Linked DNA regions of Capra hircus: region 1 is linked to region 2. The links are chromatin contacts, called in public Hi-C maps. All regions are on one chromosome and are shown on one strand. Each heading gives the region's core, a stretch centred on a gene start, on an enhancer-like site or on the middle of the called end of the contact. The rest is flanking DNA. Distances are from core to core; before and after follow the strand shown.

What was found. A called contact is a pair of places that touch in the nucleus more often than the background predicts.
Region 1: a Hi-C map of liver shows a contact between it and region 2, with 7 times the contacts expected there. The contact joins the promoter of PTEN here to the enhancer-like site in region 2. A contact is called at or near these places in 2 of 5 Hi-C or Micro-C datasets (blood and liver).

The regions. Positions count from the first base shown.
Region 1 is chr26:41,987,279-41,992,276 of ARS1.2, reverse strand. PTEN (phosphatidylinositol 3,4,5-trisphosphate 3-phosphatase and dual-specificity protein phosphatase PTEN) reads left to right here and starts at 3,501. Exons shown (of 9, transcript XM_005698175.3): 1 at 3,501-4,585. The coding sequence starts at 4,507.
Region 2 is chr26:41,438,437-41,443,208 of ARS1.2, reverse strand. The region is part of intron 3 of RNLS (renalase); the gene reads right to left. Among named protein-coding and RNA genes, the nearest start is that of RNLS, 190 kb to the right of the region's middle. Within about 2 kb of position 2,913, at least 1 of the 5 cell types and tissues checked has an H3K27ac peak or open chromatin away from gene starts, as enhancers often do.

The DNA.
Region 1 (4,998 bases), core at 2,252-4,751, 550 kb before region 2:
AATCTGAATCCAATCAGGTAGAACTGAAGTGTTTAGAAACCAATGTATTGTAATACCTGTACAGCCAAAGAGATACTTGGCAGTTGAACTTGAAATTTAAAAAAAAAAACCAAAACACTTTCTGTATATTAGATAGGGTCACCTATTTAGAGGTTTCAGCTCCACCACCTGGGTAAGGAGATTTCTGGGGATAGCAGGACAGAGTGAAGAAAAACAAACAAACAAAACAGGATTTCCTCCAGGAACACACTTAACACTGGGAAAGGTAAGAAATTTTTACTCAGCAGCTTCTAATAACCGCCTGATATTGCCATCAGGTTGGTCAAATACCTGCCAACGTTGGTGGCCCTTAAATCACCATGAAGGTGAGTAGAGGGACCTGATGTTTAGAGTAGCAGCGAAACTCATTTTCCAGTTTCTTCCTTCAGCAGATAGAAGTGCTTGTGGGCCAGTCTCATATTCCAGCACGTTAGTGCTGGTGATGTGCACCCTCTCTGCTCCGGAATAGCTCTGTGCCACAGCAAGGAAAAGGATTCTTTCTTCATACCTAACACCCAACAGGGCAGGACTGAATCCACTTTCTTCCCAGGGAGTGGATTTCAGGACTTCTCAGATGCTGTGAGACTCATCTTCACATAGGGACTGGGTAAGGAAGAGCAGTGCTAATAACCGGAACTCTGGAGACAAGATCAGAAACTGGAAAAATAAACATGGGACACTGCACCCCTCTGTAATCACTTGCCTTCATTTAACTTTATCTTCATTTTCCCTTTCCTCACCAAGCAGTAGTTGATAATCAATTGAATGCCACTCTCAGGATCTTGCCATGCAATCTAGTGGAACATCTAAAAATCACAGACTTCTTGTTTTTATTTATAAAATAGAGAAATCTCTGGTTTACATTAGGCTGTGTGGACAGGGCTTTCATCTTTGGAAACCAAATGGAGGCCTTTCTCCTGTTCTTCCTAGGTTGCTCTCCATTTCTTTTTTCACTTGTGGCCCCTCCTTCCCCCAAGCTGACCAGGACCATGCACAAAACCAGGCTTCAATAAATATCAACACTGAAGATTCAGCAGGTGGCTATCCCAGGGACAGCGGAACCTGGTGGGCTGCCGTCTATGGGGTCGCACAGAGTCGGACACGACTGAAGTGACTTAGCAGCAGTAGCAGCAACTCCTGTAGGGCTATCTTAGAAGGACGTTGCATATAAATTCAAAGTTTCATGAAGCCTCAGAGATCTCTTAAGAGCAGTGTAAATATCCCTGGTTTAATTAGTAGTGCTGGAGTTAGGTAATGGTCTGTGGCGTCTAAGCAAGCTCTCTTGAGGTTTCTAGTCTTCAGGGGCTGCCTGCAACTATGATGTGCTCATGTATCACTTTCTTTGTCATACACTGAGTAAATTCTCTTTAGACCTTCCCTAGCCACATATTCACAATTACTGCAATACACATGCAAACTGATCCCATTCTCAAGATCTAAAAAAACTACCAGTGCCTCAACCTGGGTATCAGCTTAAATTCTTTTGGACTCAAATTCTCCTTGAGTTTTACTTCCCAGGGGAAAGAAAGAATTCCTAGGTTGGTGTTGATGCCCTCTTTCTCTCCAAGCAGACGGTGGACAACTCACTTTACAGGCCGATCAATGTTGGGGTAAATGCACTCTAGTTCTCAGCGTTTCTGAACCAGCTCTTTCGCGGTTTAGGTCAACCAATCCAAACTGTAAGCAGACTTGACAAGGTTGTTCTGGGCTGAAGGCCATGGACTAGGTTCTCCGACCAGATAAGTCACTTGGCTGAGTCTACAGTAGGTGGGGCGCGCTCATCAGCCCGAAAGTATTGACTGAAAGTTTGTCGCAACGTCGTTGAATTCACGCAGCGGGCTGCTGCAGGAGATACCCTTTTGCCCCGCGAGTACAGCACCAGAAAAGTTACGCCCTAAGGGGGCAGGGCGCTAGCGAGAAAGATGCGACAGACCCCTGAAATCTAGTCCCTTCTCCCACGGTTGGGAAGGCAGAGCCAGTGATTCCAGAGCTCGGAGTCTCAGGTTTCGGTCCTCTAGCTTGCTCTGTGGGTAGCGGGCAAAGGGTGCGACCAGCTTGGGAACCCTCGCTCCGAGATCTGTAAGAATCAGCGGCAGCAGCCAAGGTGAGGGAAGGCGGGGGCACGTGCTTGGATGTGGGTGCTTGTGTAACCAGCTCCTCCGGCGCCAGCCCCGACAGCGCTCCAGTAGGAGGCTCGTCTGAGCCTGTTCTTCCACCGAGACCCGGGAGGCTTTGGGGTCCCGCTGCCGGTGCAAGGCGGGAGCACTCTGGGCAAAAGAAGCGAAGCATTTGCCTCTACAGCTATCATATGGGAGTGGGAATTTGGAAAGTTCCCCAACTAGAAGTACACGTGACCTCCTCCTGAAAGTAGTTCCGACCGTGGCCCGCGTATCCCTCCACCTCCTTTTGAACCCTCCTCGGCTCCGCCCACTCACAGGGGCTGCAGCTTCCTACAATCACGTACTTCGCCCTCCCGCGCTGCAACAGGGGTCTGCGGCGCGCACTCCCCAGCTAGGGGGAGCGCAGAACCTGGCTCCGGGGCGATTCACCCAGCGAGGTTTTCACAGCGGTCCAAAAGGGGCGGGTCGAGGAGCCTCTAAGGATCGAGCTTGAATTGGAGTGGTGAACTCAGCTGGAAACCCCAGGGGAGAGATTCTCGGCTCTCCAGGGGGAATGCAGGGCGCATTCCATCTTCGGGGATCCGCTTTCAGCCCACCTGGACAGTTGCCTTTGGGGATCTAGAAATTCAGGGGCGATGTGCTCACACTCAGCGCGCTCTGCTAGGAGCTTTCATTTTTAGGGCAAATGAATCGAGTAGCCGGGGGAGCGGGAGGTGGGGCGGTGAAAGGGAGCCGGGTGAGGTGATACACACTGGAGACACAATAGGGGGTTGTTCTTTGTACTAAGACTGACACCTTGAGGACACGGGCGGGGATGGGTGGAGAGGTGGGACTTCTTGGCGGAGGCTCCTGCAGTCAAATCCCCGCGAACGCTTATGATCCGACATAGGTACAAAAGCAGAGGCAGGCTGCAGGCCGTGCCGGGGAAGTCTGGGCGTGGGGGGAAGGGTGTCCTCGCTGCACGGGCCGTCCCTGCGTTTCCCTGAACACTGACCAGCGCGGTCACCTGGTCTTTTCCACCTGTGCGCAGGTAGTCTCACCCTCAAGTCAGTGACACAGAGGAATAAACCTGCTTCAACCTTCACCGCTCCCCTTCCCTCCCCCCGCTGCCCGTCCCCGCCTGCCCACCTTCGCAATAGTTTACGGCACCGGCCGTGGCTCAGCTCGTTCCCCCCACCCTGCGTTGCTGCAGAAGAAGCCGCGGCAAGTGCAGTTACAGGCGGGCGCCTCGCAACAAGCCCGATCTAGCATTAGGCAGTCATACTGGGCATGCTCAGTGCGCCTGCAGGTTGGGGACCCGGAGCTGCACCTTCTGCCGCCTCCCTACAGTCTCGGCCCTGCCCTTCCCTCCCTTGGCGCGGTCGGGTACGCCTCCCTCCTCCCCTCGGGCTCCCGAGGCGCCCGGACTCCCGGCGCGGCGGCGGCGGAGGGGGCGGGCAGGCCGGCGGGCGGTGATGTGGCGGGACTCTTTGTGCACTGCGGCAGGATACGCGCTCGGGCGCCGGGACGCGGCTGCGCTCAGATCTCTCCTCTCGGAAGCTGCAGCCATGATGGAAGTTTGAGAGTTGAGCCGCTGCGAGGCGAGGCCGGGCTCAGGCGAGGGAGATGAGAGACGGCGGCGGCCGCAGCCCAGAGCCCCTCTCAGCGCCTGTGAGCAGCCGCGGGGGCAGCGCCCTCGGGGAGCCGGCCGGCCGGCGGCGGCGGCAGCGGCGGCGTTTCTCGCCCCCTCTTCGTCTTTTCTAACCGTGCAGCCTCTTTCTCGGCTTCTCCTGAAAGGGAAGGTGGAAGCCGTGGGCTCGGGCGGGAGCCGGCTGAGGCGCGGCGGCGGCACCTCCCGCTCCTGGAGCGGGGGGGAGAAGCGGCGGCGGCGGCGGCCGCAGCTCCGGGGAGGGGGTCGGAGTCGCCTGTCACCATTTCCAGGGCTGGGAACGCCGGAGAGTTGGTCTCTCCCCTTCTACTGCCTCCAACACGGCGGCGGCGGCGGCGGCACATCCAGGGACCCGGGCCGGTTTTAAACCTCCCCTCCGCCGCCGCCGCACCCCCCCTGGCCCGGGCTCCGGAGGCCGCCGGAGGAGGCAGCCGTTCCGAGGATTATTCTTCTCCCCATTCCGCTGCCGCCGCTGCCAGACCCCTGGCTGCTGAGGAGAAGCAGGCCCAGTCGCTGCAACCATCCAGCAGCCGCCGCAGCAGCCATTACCCGGCTGCGGTCCAGAGCCAAGCGGCAGCAGAGCGAGGGGCATCAGCCACCGCCAAGTCCAGAGCCATTTCCATCCTGCAGAAGAAGCCCCGCCACCAGCAGCTTCTGCCATCTCTCTCCTCCTTTTTCTTCAGCCACAGGCTCCCAGACATGACAGCCATCATCAAAGAGATCGTTAGCAGAAACAAAAGGAGATATCAAGAGGATGGATTCGACTTAGACTTGACCTGTATCCATTTCTGTGGCTGCTGCTCCTCTTTGCCTTTCTGTCACTCTCTCTGATAACGTGGGAATAGACGGATGCGAAAAAATGTCCATAGTGTGGGTGACATTTAACCCCGGTCGGATTTCTAGATGTATATTTTGTGTCTTTTTTGAATGCATTCAGCCTAGGGTGTGTTCGGCTAGACGGAACTCTTGCCTGGTTGCAAGTGTCAAGGCACCGATGGGTCTCTTTCTAAGGGCTATTGTCCGCAGAATCCAGTACACTGTTAGTGGATTAGTGAGCTCGGTAATCCGGTCTACTAAATGAACAGAAAAGTAGGTGCTTTGAGCTTGAGCATATTTCGATTAAATCTTGGCTTTAGGCCCTAGATCAAGGGTATAGATCAGATTAAAAGGAAAATTAGTGTTGCACGTACG
Region 2 (4,772 bases), core at 1,664-4,163:
AGTTACACAAATTTACAAAGCTTATGAACTTGTAAGGCATTTTAAGCCTATATTCACAAGCAGGTGGTCTGTGGAAAATATTTAAATGAATCATGTATAATTGAAACAGTGTTAATGGGGAGCTTCATTTATTTTTGTAGACTTAACAATTTTAAGTTCTGTAAGTAATTGTCAGGATATTATATACAGAATAATTACTAAGTAACAGTAATAATTTTTGTGATTTTTTTTTCTTGAGGGTCAAGGTTGAAATTTTTATAAATGGTATGTGCTACCATGAACTACTATCATTGGATGTTGAATGGACTTGGAAAAAAGCTTTTGTTGCAGAATTGATAATGCTTGTTAACAAATACAACCTAAAATTATAAGGCAAAATAATACTTAAAAGTAAAATTTATACTGTAGTCATTTCAATGACAATTAATGTTGCTTGAATCACACGCAATGTCAAGCTGTTTTATACATTTCCTGTGCTATAAAAAGTTAAAAGAAGCAAGGCCTCCATTTCCACACAATTATGCACCAGATACATTTTCTGAGTTCAAACTACAGTTCCAGCAGCATTTTTTTTGGACCTTGATGCCAAGTCCAAATGAAATTTCCATATTTCAAAATCTATTTAACTGTGCAATTGAGGAGCTTCCACCTACCCTTCAATTGGAAGTAATTAATTTAATGACATGCTAAAAGGCAAATATCAGGAGACGAATCGGGCAGAATTCTTTAAATGCCTTCCAAGCAATGAATGTGCTCAATTAAAATCATATGCTCATGGACAGATATTAGTATTTGGCAGTACCTATCTGTATGAAAGGACATTTTTCAAAAATGAAATATGTAAAATCTCATTATGAATCAGCATTAACAGATGGACATGTGCAACTGATTTTGATGACAGGAAACACTAACTTTGAACCCCAATTAAGAGAAATGTTATCTCTCCTCCACAATAAAAGAATTCCCTTCTTCTCATTAGGAGACCTATATTATGGAAAACTGTACTCAGTTATTATTATTATTATTAAATTTGTGATTCTTTACAAAAAGATTTGTGGGACTTTGTTCTCTCTCCTGTTATGTAACTGCCTAAATAATATCCTTGATTCTGACTCTTGTCCTACAAAGACCAATATATTTACTCTCTAGCTCTTATAGAAAAATGTTGCCAATCCCTGACCTAAAATATTCTCTTATGTCTCTTGTCACAGGTGCCAAGTAAAGATAATTCTCAGAATCATTTTATAAGTGCATGTGTGTTGAGTGCTTACCATGTACATAGCTTTTTCCTTGTGAGAGAGGTATTAACATTTCCAATTTATGCTATGGAGCCTTTCCTAACGTTGTATGCTAATAAATAAATTAGCCATGATTTAAATTTTGTGTTTCTGGCTACAAAGCCTAGCCTGTGTGATCTTGGAGGAAATTACCTAATGTATCCAAACCTCAGTTCCTAAATCTGTAAAATGAATCTTCATTTTATTATAGTATCACCTATATCATAGGGCTTCCCCAGTGGCTCAGCAGTAAAGAATCTTTCTGCAGTACAGGAGATGAGACGTGGGAGACTTGAGTTTGATCCCTGGATCAGGAAAATCCCCTGGAGGAGAAAATGGCAACCCACTCCAGTATTCTTGCCTGGAAAATCCCATGGACAGAGGAGCCCGGTAGGCTACAGTCCAGGGTGTCACAAGAGCTGGACAGGACTTAGCAACTAAATAATAGAAACAATTGGACATACTAAAGTAGTTGAGAAAGTCAGTTGGGATCATACTCAACTGGTTTATTATAAGCTTTGCTACTTGTTAGCTGTGTGATCTTGGTCAAGTCACTCAACCTCTTCGATCATCAGTATTCTCTTTTATAAAATGTTAATTATAAGTAGCTTATCTTTTGGCTTCCCTGGTGGCTCAGAGGTTAAAGTGTCTGCCTGCAATGCGGGAGACCCAGGTTCAATCTCTGGGCTGGGAAGATCCCCTGGAGAAGGAAATGGCAACCCACTCCAGTATTCTTGCCTGGAGAATCCCATGGAGGGAGGAGCCTGGTGGGTTACAGTCCATGGGGTCGCAAAGAGTAGGACACGATATGAGGATTAAAAAACCAACCAAAGTGAACAACTCCAAACAAACAAATCCCATCTTATTGATTGGGTATTAGAGGTTAGGGAGACTATTAGGAAGGAAAAATATTAAGGACCTTATTAGAGCTGCCAGAAAAAATACAGGACAATCAGATAAATGTGAATTTCAGCTGAACACTATTTTTTTTTTTAAGCATAGGTATATCCCAAGTATTGCATGAGTCATACTTATGCTAAATAAATTATTCATCGTTTATCTAAAATTCAAATGTAACTGGGTGCCAGGTATTCTTATTTACAAAATCTGGCAGGCTGGACATGACTGAATTAGGTAAGAAACCTCTTACCCTGCACAGCCAACCACCTTCAGAATTCAAAAGAGCCTACTCTGTTTCCTGAATATTCATTGGAAAGACTAAAGCTGAAGCTGAAACCCGAATACTTTGGTTATCTGATGTGAAGAGCTGACTCATAGGAAAAGACCTGATGCTGGGAAAGACTGAAGGCAAAAGAAGAGGGCAGCAGAGGATAAGATGGTTACATGGAATCATCAACTCAACCGACATGAATCTGAGCAAACTCCAGGAGATCGTGAAGGACAGGGAAGCCTGGTGTGCTGCAGTCCATGGGGTCACAGAGAGTTGGACATAACTGAGCAACTGAATAACAACTGTGTTTCCAACTCAAACTGCAAAAGTTTCAAGGAAAAGGTTGATCCCACCCTCTCTGTCTTTGCCAAGCAAAGGGCCCAGATGGGAACCACCCCCTTGCCCGGTGTGAGGGATTCTGTGTACCCTCTGTGGGAGCCTGGTGCAGAGGCTGCTGGGAAAACCAGGGCAGTCAGCCCCTTGTCCCTTGGGTCCCTCTGCCCCAGGCTTCCCTCCGGGTGGGGCCCTGTGGTTACAGTGTGGTGACTCTTTGTCTCTGCACCCATGCCACGCCCTGCTTAGTCCACCTGGAGGTGGGGGTGGGGTGAGGGAGAGAAAAAATGGGTTGGAGGAGGAAAAGAAAAGGCTTATCAATTTAACATTTTTTTCTGAGCTGGGTTGTGCTTGGCTGTCCTGGTCTGCAAAACCGTAATTATTACTTTGATGCAGGGTGGCTGCAGATTGTCATTGCCAGGTCTGATTTAATAGCCTGCTTGCACAAAGTCCGACAGAGATTGCTTTTGTTGCACTTTCGAACAGCTCCTGACGGTGGCTCTTTTACGTTAAGGAGGAAACTCTGTGGTTAAACTGTAGCCTAGGTATTTTTAGAGCCGTTACCATGTTAACCGAATTTCGTACATTTCACCTGCAGGATATGTGGTAGTGCTTAGGGCCTTCCCTAAACTCTAACCAAAAATACGTTTTACCAGTTGTTAATGCTGTGCTCAGGACCAACTACTTGCTATCAGAAGAGCTACTCACCAAACATGTGGGCTGCCTAAGAATTCCTTTTTGGATGGGTGGTTCTATGCCATTAGGGGATGTTTTTGCCTTGATACAGAATGATTTGAAGAAACCGAACCAAAAGGCTAAAACTGGTTAGTTCTAAAGGTCAGAGCCTGAAGGCAGTGACCCATTTGTTAATCATTAAGCTTTTCTAAGCCATCTCTGACAGAATTCTGGCTCTCTGCCACTTCTCTGGTCATTTTAAGCTGCAAATTCTTGTACTGTGTCAGTTTTTAAGTAGGTAGCAAAGGTTATGAGAAAGACATCACTTGTTAGTTATTTTTCCTTATCAAACGCCTTTATGGTTTTAGAAAGCAGAGCTGTTCTGTGTTAAGGGAATCTTCTTAACATCCCAGCTATACGCATTTAAAGATGGACCTGCGGGTCCTCTAAAAAGGCAGGGTTTCTAGCTATTATTCCCATGTTAATTAGCTTCCAAAGATAAACAGGAAGTGAGTGAGAGAACACCCACTTAGCCATTAGGTATTAGTTCCCAAATTACTGCTATCCACAGTGGTTTTCTTCAACAACCCCAGCACTGACAGTTGAAGAAACAGGAGCATGATAAGCACAATGTGTTTATCATCTTCTGTCATCAGTTAAAAACTGGAAGAGCTTTAAAATATTCTGAATGCATTTTGTGAAGCCCAATGAGGTTCAAGAGGTATGATGTTTCATTTCCAAATTTAATGCCAGTTTATGCTCTAATCTATCTGAATTAAAATTGATTTGTACACCAAAAACCCCATAAACAAAACTAAATTGTATGCAGCCAAGGGACATTAAGCTGCTAAAATACTTGCTATAATATTGAACATGGAATGGTTGTTCTCTATTTCTCAAGGGAAAAAATACAGTCAAATCTTGCTTATCCATAACCCAAACTTCCGGGAGGCTTAAGTATTTGGAATTGCTCCAAACTCTGAACAGGGAATGGGGAGAGGGATGCAGAGGAAGGACAGGAGAAGGGAGGGGGAGGAAGGGTAAAGGAGAGGGAGAGGAAGAAACAGAAAGAGAGAGAATGAGAATCAGTAGAAAGCAAGCAAGTCAGCTTTTAGAAGTAGACCTGAAGCCCTAGCAACACTGAAAAGAGACCTGGAGGTTACATCTGATTGGCTTACCAGCTAGAAGGAATGGTGAGCTATGATTGGCTGGTGATGATGTCTCCAAATAACCAGTCTTTTTCAGGAAAGCAAATTTATGTGGCAGAAGGGACAAGAGACAGAAGAAGCAAGCAAGGAGAAAGGGAAGACAACAGG